Regions from separate parts of the Mus musculus genome. Here region 1 is linked to region 2. The links are chromatin contacts, called in public capture Hi-C maps. All regions are on one chromosome and are shown on one strand. Each heading gives the region's core, a stretch centred on a gene start, on an enhancer-like site or on the middle of the called end of the contact. The rest is flanking DNA. Distances are from core to core; before and after follow the strand shown.

What was found. Capture Hi-C pulls out chosen DNA fragments and counts their contacts.
Region 1: a contact with region 2 is called in a capture Hi-C map of bone marrow-derived macrophages, with 5 times the contacts expected there. The contact joins two enhancer-like sites. A contact is called at or near these places in 2 of 9 other capture datasets (bone marrow-derived macrophages and liver).

What each region holds. Positions count from the first base shown.
Region 1 is chr5:19,966,364-19,972,511 of GRCm38.p6, reverse strand. The region is part of intron 2 of Magi2 (membrane associated guanylate kinase, WW and PDZ domain containing 2); the gene reads right to left. Among named protein-coding and RNA genes, the nearest start is that of Gm23570, 120 kb to the left of the region's middle. Within about 2 kb of position 2,226, at least 13 of the 459 cell types and tissues checked have an H3K27ac peak or open chromatin away from gene starts, as enhancers often do. A contact at or near this core is called in bone marrow-derived macrophages, where this site is marked.
Region 2 is chr5:19,889,135-19,894,669 of GRCm38.p6, reverse strand. All of the region lies in intron 2 of Magi2 (membrane associated guanylate kinase, WW and PDZ domain containing 2), which reads right to left. Among named protein-coding and RNA genes, the nearest start is that of Gm52765, 120 kb to the right of the region's middle. Within about 2 kb of position 2,974, at least 28 of the 459 cell types and tissues checked have an H3K27ac peak or open chromatin away from gene starts, as enhancers often do. A contact at or near this core is called in bone marrow-derived macrophages, where this site is marked.

The DNA of each region.
Region 1 (6,148 bases), core at 977-3,476, 79 kb before region 2:
CCAAGGAAGCAGGTATTAACTTTTCTGAACATAAAAATTTAATAAATTGAGCCATAACAATTTTCCACTGGTACCAATAGTTGTAATATTCACATATAGAAGGACAGTCAAGTACAAAGACTCATACCATCAATTTATACAAAAGTAGTCAAGCTGCAGTAAACTCTATACCAGTAAAGTTCCTTCCAAGTGCATACTTTCTCGTTCTTTCTCATTGTACTTAGCCAGATGAATGCTTCATTATCCCTCGGGGTTCAATTCTTTATCATGTGTATATATGTGTACATATATGCATGTATAGGTGTATGTGTGTGTGTGTCTGTGTGTGTGTGTGTGTGTGTGTGTGAGATATGTATGAGTGTACATGAGTGCACATGTGCATGTGTCTGGGAATATCAAAGGTCAATAAGTTATTGATATTCACATTATTTTTTGAGACTGGGTTTCTCACCATACCTGTATCTAGGGCTCACTCACTAGTTATACTGGTACTTTAGTGAGGCCTCTGTTTCTGCCTTCTATTCCAGAATTACAGGTGTACAACACCACGACTAACTTTTATGTTGGGTTGTTGGATCAAAACTTGAATTTCTCCAGTTTGTGCAGCGAACAATTTACCCACTGAGCCATCTCCCTGCCCTCCAGTTCAATCCCTGAGAACCAGCTAATTCATGCTTTTTAACCAATAGAAGACCAGTTAGGCCTGACGCTTGGGAGAATAAGACTATTTTTAACGTGGTAAAAATGCTTCCTGTTGTTTCCAATTCCCTGGGCACAAGATTCGTGTGAGCCTAGATTAGGATGCACAGTTAATCATGCCAGGTAGCAGTTCATATAGCAATCCCAGTGCCCAGTGGGGATATAGAGCCTGTGTGATGCTATCAAAGAACATCTGGGTCCCACGAGATCTAGAAAGCTTAGCCCTGGCTACACCACCACCCCACTGTCTGGGGTTAGACTAGGAATATGAGGGCTCTGCTCATCTATTGGAGAATATATTCAGCAATACAAAACATCAGAACACTGTCTCTGGAGAAAGCAGATGAACAGCTAGATTTACCTGAAAATAGAATCCCACAGCTTTCGAATGTCTTAGATAGTCAATTTCTCTGGATATTCTTTGTGAACTAATTAATGGAATGTGAAAGCAATCTCTGTAATCCGATGCATGCCATTTCAAACTATTTCAGGGAATTGCGAGTTCTAATACAAACATGTAAAATTGTGAAAAATAATACTTAATTGTTTTTCTAGTACAATAACCTTAAGCTGCTTTTATTAAAATGAAGGCAAGAAGAACAATAACTGACCTTCAAATAACATCCGCATTGTGTGGATAGACTGTGTGAGAATGTGTTCCCAAAGTTCATAAAAGCTAAGTTGCTGTTAGTCTTGCATTATGGAAAGTAGGAGTAGCCAGATTTTTTTTTTTTTTTAATTTAGATAGAAATACTGCAGCATGCATGGTTCACACAAGAACTTAACTGCAGAAAAATAGCTAGGGTACAACTCTCACCATCTTCCTTGCAAAGACAAAGGTTGTGCCAAGGGCTTGGAAGTCTCTAGCTGCTAATAATAGCTCATTCTATCCATTAAACCTGCCTCGCCATCTCAGGTGTTTGACATATGAGGTGCCTGGCAACAGGGCTATCAAGAGTTCCATTACTGGGTACTTACTCTCCCCAAACTCTGACAGTGTGCACAGAATTTAATTTAGGCCATCTCTCTCTCTCTCTCTCTCTCTCTCTCTCTCTCTCTCTCTCTCTCTCTCTCTCTCTCTCTTTTAATGTTGTTCAAAAATCTGAAAAGCTTAAAGAGAAGTTATAAGCAAAATACAATTTAATGTCTTTGTGACTTTTTTTGTGTTATATAATTCATCAGTTACAATCTTAGTTGTATCAGTATTTAAGCACAACAACCTTGCTGTAGTCAAACACCATGTATCAAATGGCTTCATTTCTATATTTAGAAATGAAGAAACGAGTCACACTGATAATGATGCATCAGCATAGAACTGTGGTTAGAGAATTTTCTCCAAAGTGAAGATAAATTCTTTCTTATGTAAATACATCAAAGTATATCTAATTAACTGTATATAAAATCATAAATAAGTCATGCTTTGTAGAAGGATAATTTGGAAGCAATATTTGGAGGAATGCAGTGGCAATGACTCACAGACGACTTATTTTTCCTCTTAGACTGTAAAAGGTGGCGAGTCACACTGATTGAGCACTTTCTAGGTCCCAGTCACACAGCCCTGTGTATGTGGCAATCCCACCACATCCTAGGAGCAGATCTATGGGGCTGGAGCTATGACTGGTCTCATTTGATACATAAAGACACTGAGAAGACTCAGTTAACTTTGAGGATTGAAAGCTGGGCAATCCAAATTTACAATTAGTCCTTTCGACTATTACTTCTCTAATTTATATATGTGAAAAATTATAGCTTATGAAATTTATTCATGATACGCTAAGATAGTCTCTTACATTTAAATAATGAAGATCATGCAAAATGGTCTGCTTTATTTTATAAGTTGGCACCAAATGTGAAGCAGCTTAGTGATGTACAACTGTTATGGGAAGAGATGTTTCTGAGCCACTTAGACACTGGGGAACTCAAGCCATTTTAATTCAGAGCCCAGACAGAATAATTTCAAAAGAAAAAGTTGTTTCTTTCATCAGAAACGTAAACTTAATTACCCACTTTTCTGTTTTAGAGGAAAAGTTCTATGCACATCCCTAATTATGACTTGTGGTTCCAGACAGATAGAACAACATCGCACAAGATTGTTTTAGCATTAATTTGCTTCTTTGAGGAAAAATCTGTGATTCGATGCAAAGCAGTGTGTACAAATCATTGTATGGGGTGAGCATCTGAAATGGAGGCTTAACATCTGTCTAATCACAGCCTAGAACTAAAGTGTGGTAGGAAAAAAAAAAATTGGCTCTAGTGTTGGAAAAGCTGACTTTGACCTGAACTCTGGTAAGCTTTTATATGATCACTAAGTCCATATTTTGTCAACCAGAAAAGACTTCCCAGGCCAAGCATTCCATTTGCATTCTTATTCTTGTCCACACTACAGTGCACCCCTCTGTTGCTGGGTCCTCTCGGGTAAAAGCTAAGTTTTAGATTATCTATGCAAGGTGCACACACTTGTACTCCCAAAGACATAATAAAGTCTGTATCTAGTGAGCTGCCGAAGAACGATCCAGACACTATAAGAATTAATCTCAGACAGTCCTCTTCAAAGTTAACCATCTCACTTTTCTTCATGTTCTCTCACTAAAAGCAGATTTAACTAATATTTTGGGTTACCTCAAACTTTAACTGCTATAAAATAAAAGTTGGATATCTCTATATTGTGAGGGGGGTAAGTACATATGGGAACTTGAAAAGAACATTTTAGAATAGGTTAGTTTATTTTTATTTTGAAATTAAAGCTATCCAGCTTTCCATTCATTCAGAAAATTTCTAAATCTTTAAGTTGTGAGAATTCTGTAAAGTACTTTAAAGGGAGTACTCTAAGGAATTCAATGGCAGTTTGATGACAATTCAGAAACACACTTTCCTACATTCACATTTTTAAAAACATGCTCAGTTTCACACATGTACATTTTAAATTGCAGCTGATTTTGCTCTGATGTGCCTTTTGCCATCTCCTCCCTCTCCAGCTGAAGCCATTCTCGCACCAAGCCCCTTTCCTGCTTTCCTGTTAGCCTTGGCAAAGGAATCAATTTTATCAAGGATAAAGGAATACATTTGCTCAAATGAGCTGTGTCAGCTACCACCCTCTGAGGACTAGAATTTTCAAGTCCAACCTACAAATAAAAATGTGAAGAGATCAAAACAGCAATTTTGATTATTGTTCTACAGAATAGAAAAATTGGGAGGCAAATGAATTAATAGTAAATCAGACTCAGAAAATTTGCATCAGATAAATAGCTGTTATAAGAGTCTCTGTGACAGCGTATATTTGATTAATATATAAGCAATATATCATTTGATGATAAAACTAGAAGAAAATTTATTTATATTTTTAAAAGCATACTTAAATGTTTTATTACATTGATTTACACACTTTGTGTGTGTAAGTGTGTGTGTGTGTGTGTGTGTGTGTGTGTGTGTGCATCTCTATGGGCATATGCCTCAGGGCCAATGTCGAGCCTAGTGTACATGGTGCAGGAGTCTGTTTCCTTTCTCTACTGTTTGCACCTGAAGGATGAGACTCAACGCATCAGGCATCCCAACAAGTCTTAGGCCCTGCTGGACTATCTGGCAGTGGACTTATTCATAATTATTAGCTCAAGAAAATATCTTTAACTAATTACTTGACATATGAGGTATGACTCTTTAGTCACGACAGTGAAAATTTAACATAATAGTCTTTAACAAATATAGTGCATTTTGCTTGTAAACATGAATGTGCCCATCTGATAAATATGTAATGAATATGTTACAGACCTTCCAACTGTACTTTTACTATCTTAGCTATCCACCAGTAAAACTAAAAGTCTGGCATGCAGAAAAGTAATATAGTTGGGCATAACAATGTCGGGAGGAAACTGGATCAAGGCCATCCATATTTTTGCTATAGTTCTATATGGAACATTTCTAGATAGAGTTTATGGAGGTGAAACACCAAAACAACTTCACAGTCTCCTTAGTATATTCATTATCACTTTTCAATTTTTAAAGGAAGTAACATAAAGAGCGTCTATTAAGATAATATTTTTATTTACTTTATTGGCATTGCTTGTTTACTACTACAGTCATAGAGACACACAACTTAAATTCTAAACTGGTAAAATCCAAGAATTATGGCTTAATTTGCAGGTGCAGTACTGAATGGCACAGAATCACAGTAAGAAGTGAGGTAAATTTAATACTTAAAGTAAGACTTGCTATATAATTTGGATTAACATATATGACATACGGATAGTCAAAGACATTTGGTTCTTAGATGATTTGCCTTATAGCTTGAACTATATATTTTATTTAATAGGATAAGCCAACAGTTATGTAAGTCAGAAGCTGTAGCCCTGTTTGTCATAGACTAACATCATCATGTAATAACTTAGAGATCACATCTAGTTAAGCTCCCTCGTATTAATGGGAGGATAGAACCAGGAACAGGTGAAGAATTGCCAGAAAGGACTCCTCATAGTAGCAAATTGAAAGCTATAAGAAAGCGCACAGTAAGCATATACAGGTCGCTGCAAATACAGATACAAAATTCATTTTTATAGCATTTATTTATTTCAGAGTCGGGGACAGACACATGCCACTGCACGTGTACACAGGTCAGAGAACAACTTTGGAGAGTTCCTTGGTCCTTCCATGGTGTAGGACTCAGGAATCAAACTCAGACCAGGTTTGGTGGCAAGTGCCTTTATGTACTGCACCAACTTATCAGTACACAATCTTTTAAAGGTTCCCCCATTGCGTCTCATTCTACCTTCATTTACTTCTTATTTTGAACAAAATAAACTTGTTTTCTTCAGAATACATGTTTACTAATTTAATTAATTATAAGCTAGGTTTATCAATTCAAACATTTGTTGGAGACTAATAAAACACACATTTAGTTTAATGCCTCATTTTTTTCTTTAGAATTTGAAAAAAAATACAGGAATATCTTTAGGCCTGGGTATTTGAGGACTTACTAAGAACCCAATATCATCATGACTTCTGACTGTACATTGTAAAATATCATCAAGAGAAGACTGCAATGAGGAAGAAGAATGTAGAGACTGACAGACTAATGCAAGAATGGGCAGAATTGTGCAATGAAGGAGAAGAGAGGACTATAAGGAGAAGGAAGGAGAGTAGAGAGAATATGGTGGTACACAGTGATATGGACACAGCCAGCAGCTGAGCTGGTTAATGGTGCAGATTACACAGCAAGATGAATGATGTTTCTGGGCTGAGGGAGACTGACCAGGGCCAAGAACATCAAATCAGGGAGTACTGGTGCAATTAAGTTATCAAAGCAAGTAAAAGACTAATCCAAAGAACGGGCTGTCTGATGTATCCACAAGGCTGGGAGAGGAGTAAAGGAGAGGCCAGGGAGTAAAAGTGAGCAGTATTGGCCCTTCCCTGCAGGCAGGAAGGATACAAAGAAGAACACCTAGGGATGTGGAAATTC
Region 2 (5,535 bases), core at 1,725-4,224:
GGAGTTTTACAATGGGTGAATCCACAAGGAGTCAACAACCCAGCTCATAGCTATGGGACACTTCTTCCCAGTCAACCACACCCTTCAGTACAGAGTTCCCATTCCAGGATTTTAGAGAGAAAATCTCCACAGAAACACCTTATTGGGTTGTTAATTAGCAAAACAGCTGTTAACTACTGTAGTGGAATAATTTTTACAAAATGAAGGGAAGCATACATCTTTTCTAACACACAGGATGTGACCTATTTCTTTTAAATGTCAAGCATAGAGAAACAGACTTTTATTTTTAAAATAGAGAAATACCTGTCCTTCTTTGATTGAGTCTATTAGCTAATGTTTTCTCATCATGGAAAAAAAAAAAGGCCATGATTTTGGCACAGTTATTTTAATATTACTGGAAGATGTCAGCAGCGATTAATTGAGAAAACAAGGCTAACTTTTTTTCCCACATCTTTCTTTCTTTTACTTAACACTTAATCATGAAATATGTAAGAATTATTATTATTATTATTATTATTATTATTCTGCATCTTTCTAAATGTTCTGCAGGCTTACATGCTCAATATAAAAAGGCTGGGCAACGGAAATAGCCCACTGTGTGAAGTGCTGACCACTCAAGTGTGAAGACCTGAGTTTGTATTAGCAGAGTAATCCCATGTAAAGCCACCTGCATTTGTAACCACAGTCCTGCTGTGCATGGAGTCCCAAGGTGCATGGCAGAATGCAGTGCCCAGAGTGCTGCCTGTCCTGCAAGCTGACCTAGTATACACCATGTGAACACCAGTTCTTGCTTCAAATAAGATTAAAGGTAAAGAATGAAACCCATACACGTGTTCATCCACACACTTACACATCACCACCAATCTCTCTCTCTCTCTCTCTCTCTCTCTCTCTCTCTCTCTCTCTCTCTCTCTCTCTCTCTCACACACACACACACACACACACACACGTATAAAAATTAAATAGGTATTTTAATTTATATTTGCTGTTAGAGGAAAAAGCTCTTTCTTATCCTCTAGTTACACTCGTATTTGTGTTCATTAAATATAAAAGTTGCAGAAAAATCAAACTAAATAAAATTTTCCTCGTAGAGTTTTGTTATTAGGCAATGTTTTCAAATGGAAACAAAATGAAACTTATTATCTTCAAATGAGATAAAAATTTACATCAAAGGAATGCTTTTCTTTTTCTCCTCCAAGTTAGTTTATTTAAAAGTCAATTAGGTTTATGTAGCCTGAATTTATAAACAAAATTGGTATTGAATCATTTTCTTTTAGAAACCAATTCTTTTGTTTTTTCTTTTTAATGTTCCAGTAGTGAAAAGTATGCATTCTTCGTTAATATTTACAATTTTAGACAGTCAGGATTGAAGAGCTGTTAAAAGCTGGGGAAGATGAAGTGTCTGTTTTGCCAGCATGTCAAAGATGCTGCCTCTGTCCCACTTACAGATCTCTCAGGATATGTTTATAGCCTCCTTTGGTAGTCTGTTATTGGTTTTCTTTTTTAAGATTGAAAAGCATATCATTTACTTACATAATTGCTCCTCTAGTGTCTGTCCATATCTTACTCCTTCTTTCAAAAGCCATACTTTATTCTCCTTCTTTCCTGTTTACAAGAGTCACTTAATTCATTTGAGCTAAGTGTTCCTGTGAATCAGCAGAAAGGTAGATAGGAATTCCTTAGGGTCTCTTTCAACGTTAACACTGTAGGCAGTTTCAAAGAAAACCTGAAGAGCTACACAATACCATGTGGTAAATTCTGCATGGTTACTTTCCTGATGAGATCTCGTCCACCTGACAGCATCACACTGAGACTGGAGGAGACACACAGATGGATGGAGGAGATATATAATGAGGTCACATGAGAGAGACAGGTAGGGTCTACTGGGCAGGTAGGATTTACCTACCAGTGTTACGCCCAACTACCTACCCCATGGACACTTCTACGGACCTCACAGAAAAACTATGGAATCATCTGTATTTATTAACGTGTATCATTCTAACAAAATACCTGAAGAGAACAACTTTAGGAAGAAAGGGAGAGCTAATTCTGCCCCACAGTTTGATTGCTTGCTGACATGAGGACAGAAGAAACAGGAGTCAGCTGGTGACATTGCATGCCCAATCAGGAAGCAGAGAGAAATGAACACTTGTGGCCAGTTTGCCTTTCCTTTCTGTTCAGTCGCATGGAATTATACACGAACAACATTTAGGTTAGGTTTTTCAGCTTTAAATAAGACAATCTAGATAATTCCTCACAGACATACCCAGAGATTGCCTTCCATGGTGATTATAAATCCTATTGACTTTGCAATTAATATTAACCACCACATTACCCTTGCTGCCTCTCTGTCTCTCAGTCTCTACTGCAGGCATATCTTTAGATTTCCTTTTGACCCACCAATATGCAGGTCTAAGCCACCATCATAGTTATTTAGAGTGATGGATCTCTTTGTTTCTACCTTTCTTCTCAGCCAGATAGGTGGGTTCATTAAACTACAAGTCTGACGGTATTAGTCCTTTTAACCCCCTAAGGAGGTTCCTGACTTAATTAGAATAAACCAATTCATCACAACATGACTTATGAAACCCTTCTCAACTTGAGAGCTACTTCCAACCCACACTCCTCAGAGCAAGACTCTGCCTTCTTCACAGGACTCTAGACACCAAGCTTGTAGAGCTGCCCTCTAAAACAGCAGGCAGACTCCTCCCACTTCCCTCTAAAGCAGCAGGCAGACTCCTCCTACTTCCCTCTAAAACATTAGGCAGACTCCTCCCACTTCCCTCTAAAACAGCAGGCCGACTCCTCTCACTTCCCTTTAAAACAGTAGGCAGTTCCACCCGAAATGCATTTCCCCCAAGCATCTATGTGGCTAACATTTCAAAATTCTTTCCACACTGAGCATGTTTCTGATGGCCCATCTAGCCTTCATCCTGCCTTTAGTTCTCACTTCTAGCCACATCCGTCCCCAGCACACATATACCTAAGAGTTCTATATTTGCCTTTTTTTTTTCTTTAGTAGTTATTAGCATGCAGCATGCTGCTTACCATTGCATATTTCAATTATTTATTTTTCCTCGCATGTCACCCCACAAGAATGCTAATTTGAGTCAATTTTGCTCAGTTCTGTGTCTTTAGTGCCAAAAGCAGAGCCTGGCACAGTCAGTCCAGGTTGTTTCTGACAGCAAGACGAAAATTTTAACTGCTCCTTGGGGAGTAAAGAGGTTTCTGGAGGAAGGGTAAAGCCTGAAAAGCTGGTTTTTTGTTTGTTTGTTTGTTTGTTTTGTTTGTACAGGAATATAAACTCTGTGAGGCTAAAGATTTGATTGGAGGAGAATCTTCTAAGTCAGGTTCTAAATGAGAGGGAATTAACAGAATAATTAAGCTCAATGGATATCTACTTGATGTTCAGAAGGATTCAACCATAGGGGAGTCCTCCAACTTTCTCATCTCAGGACTATCCTGAATGCTTTATAATTTTTTTTTAAGTTTTGCCAGAATAAAAACAAGCAAGAAATAGGTATTTTTACTACAATTGCTATCAAATTGAGCTAAAATTACCCACAAAGAATATATATAACCCATTGTAAATAATTAGCATTGCTTATGCATTAAAACATTTTAAATTCTTAGATAACCAAAAGCAATAAGGTAAAATAGAAAGCGGGTTGGAAGTATGGATGTTAAAATAACTGGGCACCATAACTAGGTGATAAGAAACCATGGCTCAAGACACTTTTATTTGGGATCACAGAGAAATCAGTCTTGAACTGGGCTGGAAACTGTCATTTCCAGGAGGTGCTATGCAAGCTATTGGGGGGAAAAAGATTCCTGGACCTGGACCTTGCATGCTGTCTTAGTGATGTACCCACTGTGCAAGAGTGGCAAGACTGTGGTGGTAATCAACTGCTCTATTGACTGGATTTGAGGCCTGTTCTACAGAAGAGAATTCATGTCTAGTGATGTAACAATGGGCAAAAACAATGGTTAGGGAAATTATGTGGTGTGTGTGTGTTTGTGTGTGTGTGTGTGTGTGTGTGTGTGTGTGTGTGGTGTGTGATGTAGTGTGTGTGTGTGTGTGATGTGTGTGTGTGTGGTGTAGTGTGTGTGTGGTGTGTGTGTGTGTGTGTGTGTGTGTGTGTGTGTGTGTGTGTGTGGTGTGTGGTGTGTGTTTAACGGTCATGCTGTTAAATTGTCTCCTAAATATTACATTTATATACATAAGTGAGTGTGAGCTGTTCCCAATTTTGATCACAGGAATTTATTGCAATATATAGTGGTTAATATAAAGATACATTGCTATTCAAAGTAGGGAAAATATGTGACCATGAGTGCAAACTATAGGTTGAACAGTTTCAAGATCCCTACTCTGCCACGCTCAGGGAGCATCCAGGAAAGGAATGGTCTGCAATGTCCTTCGTATTTGACAGAGATAAAGCTGCAGATGCCTGAACTCATAGCATCTGTGGCTACATACACACGATTCATACAAGTTTAAGCCTGTTAAAAATGTCACCATGGATTGTGGAGAAGAGTCCTATGTCTTAACCCTAACTGATGAGCTATAGACAGGTGATGCTTGCTGGGGGAGAGACAGTTACCTTTGTTAGTGGGATGGCCTCATGCCTATGCCAATGCCCATATAAACATTACTAACTGAACTCAGTGGGTTAATAAGATAATAAAAAGAGAATATGAGTTGGGAAGGAGATGCAAGGGGGTGTGGAAATATGAAGAGTGGGTATGATCAAGAGACATATATATGCATGGAGTTTTCAAAGGATAGATAAAAGTTTTAAAAAGTAATCATACAATAATAACAATTCATGGAGCTAAAGCTAGGTAATGGTTATATATACCACATTCTTTTCCTTTTTCTTTTTTTACTTTCTATATATTTCTACGAATTTGAAAATTTTCATAATTAAAAGTTAGGTATGAAAGAAAAACTGTTCCAAAGTTTTGATTAGTCTGGCTTTCTAGTTCCTCAAAAAATAAATCAAGACAGTTGTCTGCCATTTCCTTCACCTTTGCCTTACTGAACAGGGCATCCTTCATGTTGTCTTTCATGTGAGGGACATCACTGATAGAGCCTAATAAGCTTGTCTCTTGCAGGGGTCAACCTGAGAATGGGCCTGGATGGAACTGGTGTTCTCATGTTTCACAGAATCAAACCAAAGAGCTTTAGTAAACAGAAGGACTGTGTGTTTCCACCCTTTCCCAAGTTAACGCCATGTGGCACATATATGGTAGGTTTTGTTTCTCATAATGAAAAAGAATTTCTAATTTGTAAATTGCTTATAAATAGTAGTTATCTAAAGCCCTGACTGTTACAAATTATTAGCTTTACAATTTTTTAATTCGATATTTTATTTGTTTACATTTCAAATGTTATCCCCTTTCCTGGGTTCCCCTCTGCAAACCCCCATCCCATTTTCTCTTAACCTGCTTCTATGAGGATGCTGCCCCACCCACCTACCCACTCCCACCTCACTGCCCTAGCATTCCTCTACACTGAGGCATGTTTTGATGTGA